Regions from separate parts of the Sus scrofa genome. Here region 2 is linked to region 1. The links are chromatin contacts, called in public HiChIP or PLAC-seq maps. All regions are on one chromosome and are shown on one strand. Each heading gives the region's core, a stretch centred on a gene start, on an enhancer-like site or on the middle of the called end of the contact. The rest is flanking DNA. Distances are from core to core; before and after follow the strand shown. Region 1 has its middle 140 kb from the start of MBD2. Region 2 overlaps POLI (DNA polymerase iota).

Region 1 (4,646 bases), core at 1,188-3,687:
TCTTTAATAACATTTGATCAATAGAACAAATCACTGAACATTACTATTGGTTGTAAATGCATCATCCTATTTACAAAACTTTTAATGAGAAATCAAGGAAACAATGGTAAGCCTAACATAAATACCAATTCTTTCTCTCTCTCTCTTTTTGTGTGTGTGTGTGTGTGTGTGTGTGTGTGTGCCTGGAAGCTGGGGACTACTTTGAGTTCTATATTCTTGGCAAATGATTAAAAAAAGAGCCTGAGGAAAGGTGCTGATATAGCTTTACCTGTACAAATTCAAGACGATATTACAATGTATCTTTTTAAGCAAGATTAGAGCTTTTCAAGTAACCAGAACACCAGTGCATTGAATTTAGAAAACTTTAAGTGGGACAGTCACAAGGCATGCCATTTGCTAACACAGTCCATTACATTTTGTTCATTACGCAGTGCATTTGTTACCAACAGTAATAAATCACTGAGAAGTACAGGAAAATCTGGCCTCTGAAACAGTTGCAGCAACAAGATTCAATACAAGCTTTGATCAAGACAATCCCCACACAGCTAAGAAATTGTAACTCACCTTTGACGACAGTACACTTTGATTTCCTTTCCATCCTTCTGTTCCTGATTGCTAGTAACTGTGATTGTATAGGTTTCTGTTGCTCTCCTCAAGTCTACCTAACAACAGGCTAGGGAGGTGGGAAGAAAAAAATCAAGAGTCATGAATTACACTGTCTTATAAAGAGTGCTAGAGCCAGATATATCCAAACAAAATTAAAATTCAAAAAGGAGTTCCCATTATGGTGCAGAAGAAATGTATCAGACTAATATCCATGAGGATGCAGGTTCAATCCCTGGCCTCGCTCAGTGGGTCAGGGCTCCTGCATTGCTGCAGTGTAGTTAATAGACACTGCTCAGATCCCAAGTTGCCATGGCAGTGGCATAGGCTGGCAGCTATAGCTCGGATTAGACCCGTAGCCTGAGAACTTTCAAATGCTGCAGGTGCAGCCCTAAAAAGCAAAAAAAAAAAAAAAGTTTCATGCACCCCCATGTTCACAGCAACTCTATGAACAAGACATGGAAACAACCTAAATGTCCATCCACAGATGAATGGATAAAGAAGATGTGGTACATATAAACACTGGACTACTACTCAGCCCCCTAACATGGATGCAACTAGGGATTATCATACTCAGTGAAGTAAATCAGAAAGAAAAATAACATGTGACATTACTTATGTGTGGAATATAAAATATGACACAAATGAACTTATCTATGAAACAGAAACAGACTCACTCACAAGAAGAACAGTCTTGTGGTTGCCAAGGGGAAGGGGGTTGGGAGAGGGATGGAGTGCGAGGTTGGGGTTAGCAAATGTAAGCTCTTATGCATGGAGGGGATAAACAACAAGGTCCTACTATATAGCACTGGGAACTTAATATCCTAGGAAAAACCATAAAAGAAAAAAATTTTTTTTAAAGAATATGTGTATATCTTATATATAGATATATAGATATGTAAATGAATCACTTTACGATGCAGCAGAAATTAACACATTGTAAATCACCTACAGTTCAATTTTATTTTATTTACTTATTTATTTTGTCTTTTCTAGGGCCACACCCATGCATATGGAGGTCTCAGGCTGGGAGTCTAATTGGAGCTATAGCTGCCAGCCTATGCCAGAGCCATGGTAATGTGGGATCCGAGCCGCGTCTGCAATCGACACCACAGCTCATGGTAATGCCAGATCCTTAACCCACTGATCAAGGCCAGGGATCCAACCCGAAACCCGAAACTTCATGGTTCCTAGTCGGGTTCGTTAACCACTGAGCCATGACGGGAACTCCTACTTCAGTTTTAAAAAAGAGCCCTAGAGCCATGAAGGGGCTAGAAGAACTTTCATGAAAGGGATTCTGGCATTGTTTCTCTGGTTGGACATCTGCTTAGGCAAGACTGTAGTTGGTATGCCCTGCATTTCAGAGGGTAGGATCAGGACAAGTCTACTATAAGGTGATCAGCATTCCCAAGGTTTAGTGGGACAAAGACGGCAAGTGTCCCAGGGGCAAGGTGGACACCTCTGATGGTAACCAGCTTGAGCACTCTTGTCGTAATTCACCCAAGAGGGTTGGTCATCAGCAAAGAGACCCTACTATAAGAGTCTGTAGAGGTGATCACCAGCCTGGGGAGCCAGATGTGGTACTGCTGCCCAGTTAAGTTAAAGTTTTCCTGTTCCCTCCTGCCATTCCAGCCCCTGAACATGTAGAGACATGGTAGAGGAAAGAGGGCAAGTGGTAACATTCAACTGGGCCCTCTCTCCCCTTTTCAAGCCCTTCGGGACCAAGCCCTACCTGTGCTATGAGGAGAGGAGAAGACACAGAGTTAAACTGTATTAAGGTTGTTTTACATTAGCCTAGACTGGACTGGAGTTGTTAATAACTGAAAGTGACTGGAAAGCTATGTGCTAAACCTAGGATGTCACAGAGGGATGGGAAGGAATGAGTCAGCTAAGCATGACTGAAGACAATGACTGGAGAAAAATAAAACAATCTTATCTCTGGTCCCTTGTTAAATCAGACTTTTCAATTAACTGGGTTCTCTTATCTGGATCCCAATGTTCTCCTCTAAAAAAAAAAAATGGAACATTTCCAGTTCTAGCATTCTCCAAGAGCTAGGCTCTACATGACTAGATTTTTCAAGTAAGGAAGGGATAGTCTAATTCTGTAAACAATGTATAAAAGAGCTGAGTTTTCTCTTCCATTTCAGGTTCTGCCATAGTAAACAAAACCACCAAAATTAGTATTTGAATTATCAGGGACCACGCTCCCTTGTAAAGGGAGGTATTAGTCCAGGTGTTAAAACATGATTGACATTGGTTTTTCTTCAAGATAAAATTAAGTTTCTTAGTTTCTCTTTCTCTTCCCCCCAATATATGTAGTCAGGCTTCTGACAGTGATATTTTACAATGTTCTATTTAAGTAGCTAATAATGCTTCCTGCATGGAGTTTTTCTTTTAAGGGTGTTTTCAGCATTTCACAGGAAGCAATAATGGGCCATAGGTACCCTACTAATTATTAACAAATCACTTATGATTTCACTTATGACTATTCTGTCTCTATTATATAGCAACAGCAGAAACTTTGTTCTGAATTCTAATGGAACCCTTCCCCTGGTGAGAGTGTACAGCTTTTTTGCAAAGTCTAGCCAATTTAACAATGAATCAAATTTGTATGTTCATGGTTGTGATAAAAAAGGATACTCCAAATGAAATTATTTTAGAAAGGAAATCACCCCTAGTTTCTTTCCTATAAATTACCCTTTCCATTCACTAGGCTGCCAAAAAAATTAGATCCAGCTGATTTTTTAATACGTTGTTATTGTTTGAGCTAAGAAACAACAGCACCTCAATTGCAGAGGAGGTTCTTCTGGAAGCAGGGGTCTCCCTGGGCCTTGGAACGGATGAAAAAATCTCACTAGGAGGATGAGCCTGAATTGCATCTGCTTTCCCAAATGGAAAGTCTGAGAGCTGACAAGATAGTTTGGAAGTTTGGTAGTTTGGAAGACTTTTTAGCAGGTCAACATCTGAACCAAAAAGAATGGTGATGGGCTTAATGAGATTAACGTGGACTTGATGAGTTATGAGTGACTTCATAGACCGGCCTCACATCAAGGCGGGTGTCAGAGCATTATGGGTGCTGTGTCATGATGTAGGGGTGAATGGGCCATTGCTTTTACTCAGGTATAGGCAGGCTGCATGCTGTGTAGTGTGAAGCAAACCAGTTTATAAAGTGATCTAAGTTTTTCTTTAAAATTCCAACCTAGGAGTTTCAGATGGAGTATTGGGTTAAAGATCCAGTGTTGTTACTGCTGTGGCTCAGGTTTAATATCAGGCCCTGGAATTTCCACATCCATGCTGCAGCCATGGCCAAAAATAAACAAATAGAAATAAAATTCCAATCAAAATTATACTTACAAGTGGATATTGGCTTACTTCCTACCATTTAAGCAAGTGATAGCAGACTCAGTACCTTTGTTATTAAATGAGCAGCTGTCCAAGCCCTGAACCCTGGGCCCAGAAATTTTTGTTAGAGTAACTGGGAGAGAAAAGGTCTGTGTCTGTGTTGTACTTACTAGAGCTGCTGAGAGCTGGACCCACATATGCTTATCCCCACCACTCTCTGGGAAGAATTCTCTTAACTATCAAAGTTCAACTCCATCAAGAAATCCGTAAGGTTCAGTGAATGTCAAACATTTTCCAAACATATAGCAATATGATAGGCAAATTTTTTAAAAAATGACATAAGCATGGTACTATGTCTATTACTGAAGGAGATTTCAGGAATAGTAGAGAGTTAAGAAAGCACTCCAACTTGACTTGCCATTTATTGCTATAAGCTCAAGGAATAGCTTTTCATGCAAAGATACAAGATGATGTAAGCTCAAGGTTGTCCTCTGTCTTTCTCTGAGTCTCCCTGGGTTACTCTCAATACACCCATGGAAAGTACTCCCACATCATTTAGACCGTGATAGCCAGATGCTATGTTTCAGTTACCATAGGCGATGCTAAGCAGATTGGAGTCAAGTAGGCAGAGAACAGAAAAAAAAGGATTCTGTGAACACAGAGACAACCAAGAAGATGTTGTCCTCTTAAAGTCAAAAATT
Region 2 (4,725 bases), core at 2,207-4,706, 180 kb after region 1:
GTGCAAAAGATTGTCAGTTTGATTAGGTCCCATTGGTTTATTTTTGCTTTTATTTCTGTCGCGTTGGGACTGACCTGAGACAGCATTTGTAAGGTGGATGTCAGAGAATGTTTTGCCTATGTTCTCTTTCAGGAGTTTGATGGTGACTTGTCTTATATTTAAGTCTTTGAGCCATTTTGAGATTATTTTTGTGCATGGTGTGAGTATTGTTCTAGTTTCACTGATTTGCATGCAGCTGTCCAGGTTTTCCACCCATACTTGCCAAAAAGACTGTTCTTTTCCCATTTTAGGTTCTTGCCTCCTTTGTCAAAGATTAATTGACCATAGGTTTCTGGGTTCTCTATTCTGTTCCATTGGTCTGTCTGTTTTGGTACCAGTACCACTGTCTTGATGAATGTGGCTTTGTAATATTGGCTGAAGTCTGGGAGAGTGATGCCTCCTGCTTGGTTTTTGTTCCTCAGACTCTTTATTCATTATGTTATACTGGAGTTGTTAGGTTTTTGAGGTGGTTTGTAACTCAGAGGTCTTAAGCAGAACAACAACCCAATTTTTTAATAAATTATGATCTTAGCAAAATAACAATTATGATATCAAAAGATATGGTTGATATATTTATAACATTTTAATTAGCTAATTTTAAGAAGAAAAGCTATTGTAACACCAGATGCATCTTTTTTTGCTTAGGTATTGGCTATAAAACTGCCAAACGTCTGGAAGTACTGGGTATCAGTAGTGTGCGTGATCTTCAAACCTTTTCATCCAAAATACTAGAAAAAGAATTAGGAATTTCAGTTGCTCAGCGTATCCAGAAGCTCAGTTTTGGAGAGGATAACTCTCCTGTGACACCCTCAGGACCACCTCAGGTACATGAGGCTGATATTTATTTTAATTTTGTACTGGTTGTCCCATTATTTGAGGTAAAGATTTCTATTTTTTGTTTGTTTGTTTTGTCTTTTTTTTTTTTTTTTTTGCCTTTTCTAAGCCCACTCCCGTGGCATATGGAGGTTCCCAGGTTAGGGGTTGAATTGGAGCTGTAGCCGCCAGCCTTTGCCAGAGCCACAGCAATGCAGGATCTGAGCCTAGTCTGCGACCTACACCACAGCTCACAGCAACGCCAGATCCTTAACCCACTGAGCAAGGCCAGGGATCGAACCCGAAACCCAAAACTTCATGGTTCCTAGTCGGCTTCGCTAACCACTGTGCCACAACGAGAATTCCCTTAACTACTGTGTTCTTACTATTTCTATTTGCTTATTAGGTTAGTACATGATCCCTCTGCAATGATTAGATTAATGTTCTTAAATTGTTTTGTTTTGTTTTGCCTTTTTTTTTTTTTTTAAGGGCCACACCCACGGCATATGGAGGTTCCCAGGCTAGGGGTCTAATCAGAGCTGTTGCTGCTGGCCTACGCCAGAGCCACAGCAATGCCAGATCCGAACCGCGTCTACAACTCACACCACAGCTCATGGCAACGCCGGATCCTCAACCCACAGAGCAAGGCCAGGGATCGAACCTGCAACCTCATGGTTCCTAGTCAAGCTCATTTCCACTGTGCCACGACGGGAGCTCCACTGTTCCTAAATTGAATCTGAGAATTAGTATTTATCTCTTTGAATACTACTTATAGGAGGGGAAATATTGTAATTTTTAAAAATCTTGAGTAATCTAGATTTAAGACTCTGGAGTAATCTAATGATTTAGGAAATGGAGAAAGGTATAATTACCTAGATAACAGTGATTAAGTTTTTCCTAAGTGATATGTATATGTATATATTTAAAATCATATTTAATCTTCACAGCGAACCTTCCATACAGGTAGTACTATTGTTTATTCTTACCCTTTTCCTCTCCATATTCCCTCTTCCTCTCATTATTTTTTTAAGATGAAGATACTGTATTTTAGAAAGGTTAAATAACGTGCCCAAGGTAAACTCGGACTCAAGTCCTAGGAGATTAAGAGCCTCACTGTAATCACATAAAGCTTAGAGCTGGTACTAGAGCTTTGTAATTTTCTTGACTGCCAGTGCACTTTCTAGTGGAGTACAATAACTTGTAGATAAAAAGGTTAATATAAAAGTGAACTAAATGACTCAAACTAAGCACAAAAGGTAAGTTAGTAAAGAATGTGTTGAATATTTTTTTTTTTGATATATACACTGATATTTGTGTTTATAATAATCCTTATTTGTGCTTCTTTGGTAGTCCTTTAGTGAGGAAGATTCATTTAAAAAATGTTCATCAGAGGTGGAAGCTAAAAATAAGATTGAAGAACTGCTTGCTAATCTTTTAAACAGGTGCTTTTTCCATTTTGTCATATTATCTTATAGATTCTGTATATAATACATGGGATAAAGTACTCAATATTCTATCTTGGAATTTACAGATTAACTGGAGACTAACAAAGTAAAGAAAGATAATTTGTCATTAAGTTTTTCTACATTTAAAGTCTTAAAAAGATAGTAACAGATGCTCTTAATTAAATTTAATTCATCTATTTCCATTAGCCTTTTTTTTTTTTTTTTTTTTTTTTTTTTTTTTTTTTTTTTGCCTTTTTAGGCCTGCACTTGCAGCATATGGAGGTTCTCAGGCTAGCAGTTGAATTGGAGCTGTAGCCGCTGGCCTATACAACAGTCACAGCAATGCCAGATCCGAGCCACATCTGCCATCTGCACCACAGCTCATGGCAACACCGGATCCTTAACCTACTGAGCAAGGCCAATCATTGAACCTGCATCCTCATGGATACTAGTCAGTTTAGTTTCTGCTGAGCCATGATGGAACTCCCCATTAGTCTTAATCTTAATAACATTGTGGTTTTACTGTGGATCTTAAGTTGCTTATCATTACCTATGGGAGTTTTATGGGTATCTCTAGAATCTACACCCCTAAATTTGTGGTGATTGAGGATAGGAAATTGGTGGAGAAAGCAGACAAACTTTTATCTCCCGTGCCTTAGACTGTGAAAGAAAATGGAGTCAGATGAAGTAATAGCTAAATGGGACTGTGTGTGAGCAATGAGAGCGATTGTGGGTATGCATAGTGTTACTGGTCTATGAATATAGGAAGAGTGTAAGTTGGGATTATGAGTATACAAATAGCATTACATAAACTGAACAAGATAGTTTTCTGATGCTCTTTTGATGTCAGATACCTATTTCTCAATACTCCTTAGAAGGGTATGATCTCTCTTCCTCCCATTTCTTTGATTTCTCAAAGTAGGATGTCAGGGGTCTAACAGTTTTGGGTAGGCATGCTTTTGTAATGATGCTAGGATGGCTACTGTGACTAGAGAAAATGGTTTTTGGATGATTCTAACTCACAGAAAACTGATAAAGTGAAATTTCCTACAACTTTGCTGTGACATGCACTTCAGTTCTCATGTCTTAAGCAGGGCTGTGCAGCTCATTGTTTGCTGCACGCAACTGGCCGGCTCTGTTACCTAGCTTCAGTGATATGACTCAGGCTGAGCCTGTGAGTGTGCTGGTGAAACTGGGTCATCTGCTTTGCTTCTGCTAATGTAAGACTACTATGAAATGCCTGGTCATTGGAAACATTTCTGCACATAGAGAAACCACAAGAAGTATAGGTTTTATAGGTTCTCTGATTTGAAGAGTCAATTAGAAATGTGGCTAGATGCACTAAACCTGTGAAATACTATTAACCATTTCTCCTGATCTCTGCGTGCTATTCCCTCATCTATAGTGGCCCCTTACTTCAGTGACTTAGGTATGTAATACCATCTAAGTGACTGGCAAAAAAAAAAAAAAACTTGCGTATATGTTCTAGAGCATATGATGATTAATACTATAGGTTTATAGGAGATTAAACTATACGCTTTTTTTTTAATTTGAAATCCATGTATGTTTGGACAATTTTTATTTTCAAAAAGGAGTACCACAGCATGAAATAATGTTATAATATTTCCTTGACTTTTTTTTTCGTTTTTTTTATTAAAAGGAGTACCACAGCATGAAATAATGTTATAATATTTCCTTGACTTTTTTTTTCATTTTTTTTATTACTCAAATGAATTTATCACATCTGTAGTTGTATAATGATTATAACAATCTGATTTCACAGGATTTCCATCCCACAGCCCAGGCACATCCCCCCACCCCCCCAAACTGTCTCCTCCGGAGACCATAAGTTTTTCAATGTCTGTGAGTCAGCATCTGTTCTGCAAAGAAGCTCAGTCTGTCCTTTTTTCAGATTCCACATGTCAGTGAAAGCATTTGATGTTGGTGTCTCATTGTATCGCTGACTTCACTTAGCATGATAGTTTCTAGGTCCATCCATGTTGTAAAAAAATGCTGGTATTTCGTTCTTTTTAATGGCTGAGTAATATTCCATTGTGTATATGTACTACATCTTCTTGATCCACTCCTCTGTGATGGATGTTTAGGTTGTTTCCATGTCTTGGCTATTGTAAATAGTGCTGCAATGAACATTGGAGTACATGTGCCTTTGCGAGTCGTGGTTTTCTCTGGATAGATGCCCAGGAGTGGGATTGCTGGATCAAATGGTAGTTCTGTGTTTAGTTTTCTGAGGAATCTCCATACTGCTTTCCACAGTGGTTGCACCAATTTACAATCCCACCAACAGTTTTTAACAGGGTTCCCTTTTCTCCACACCCTCTCCAGCTCTTATTGTTTGTAGACTTTTGGATGATGGCCATTCTGGCTGGTGTAAGGTGGTACCTCATAGTGGTTTTGATTTGCATCTCTC

Evidence for each region. HiChIP or PLAC-seq counts read pairs in DNA pulled down with a chosen protein or histone mark.
Region 2: an H3K27ac HiChIP or PLAC-seq map of alveolar macrophages shows a contact between it and region 1. The contact joins two enhancer-like sites. A contact is called at or near these places in 1 of 5 promoter capture datasets (liver), 19 of 47 Hi-C or Micro-C datasets (adipocytes, adipose tissue, alveolar macrophages and 10 more) and 1 of 2 datasets of contacts at active chromatin or transcription factors (alveolar macrophages).

The regions. Positions count from the first base shown.
Region 1 is chr1:103,628,969-103,633,614 of Sscrofa11.1, forward strand. No RefSeq gene overlaps it. Among named protein-coding and RNA genes, the nearest start is that of MBD2, 140 kb to the right of the region's middle. Within about 2 kb of position 2,438, at least 4 of the 83 cell types and tissues checked have an H3K27ac peak or open chromatin away from gene starts, as enhancers often do. A contact at or near this core is called in alveolar macrophages, where this site is marked.
Region 2 is chr1:103,807,890-103,812,614 of Sscrofa11.1, forward strand. It overlaps POLI (DNA polymerase iota), which reads left to right. Exons shown (of 10, transcript XM_021093321.1): 5 at 685-863; 6 at 2,203-2,294. Among named protein-coding and RNA genes, the nearest start is that of POLI, 16 kb to the left of the region's middle. Within about 2 kb of position 3,457, at least 5 of the 83 cell types and tissues checked have an H3K27ac peak or open chromatin away from gene starts, as enhancers often do. A contact at or near this core is called in alveolar macrophages, where this site is marked.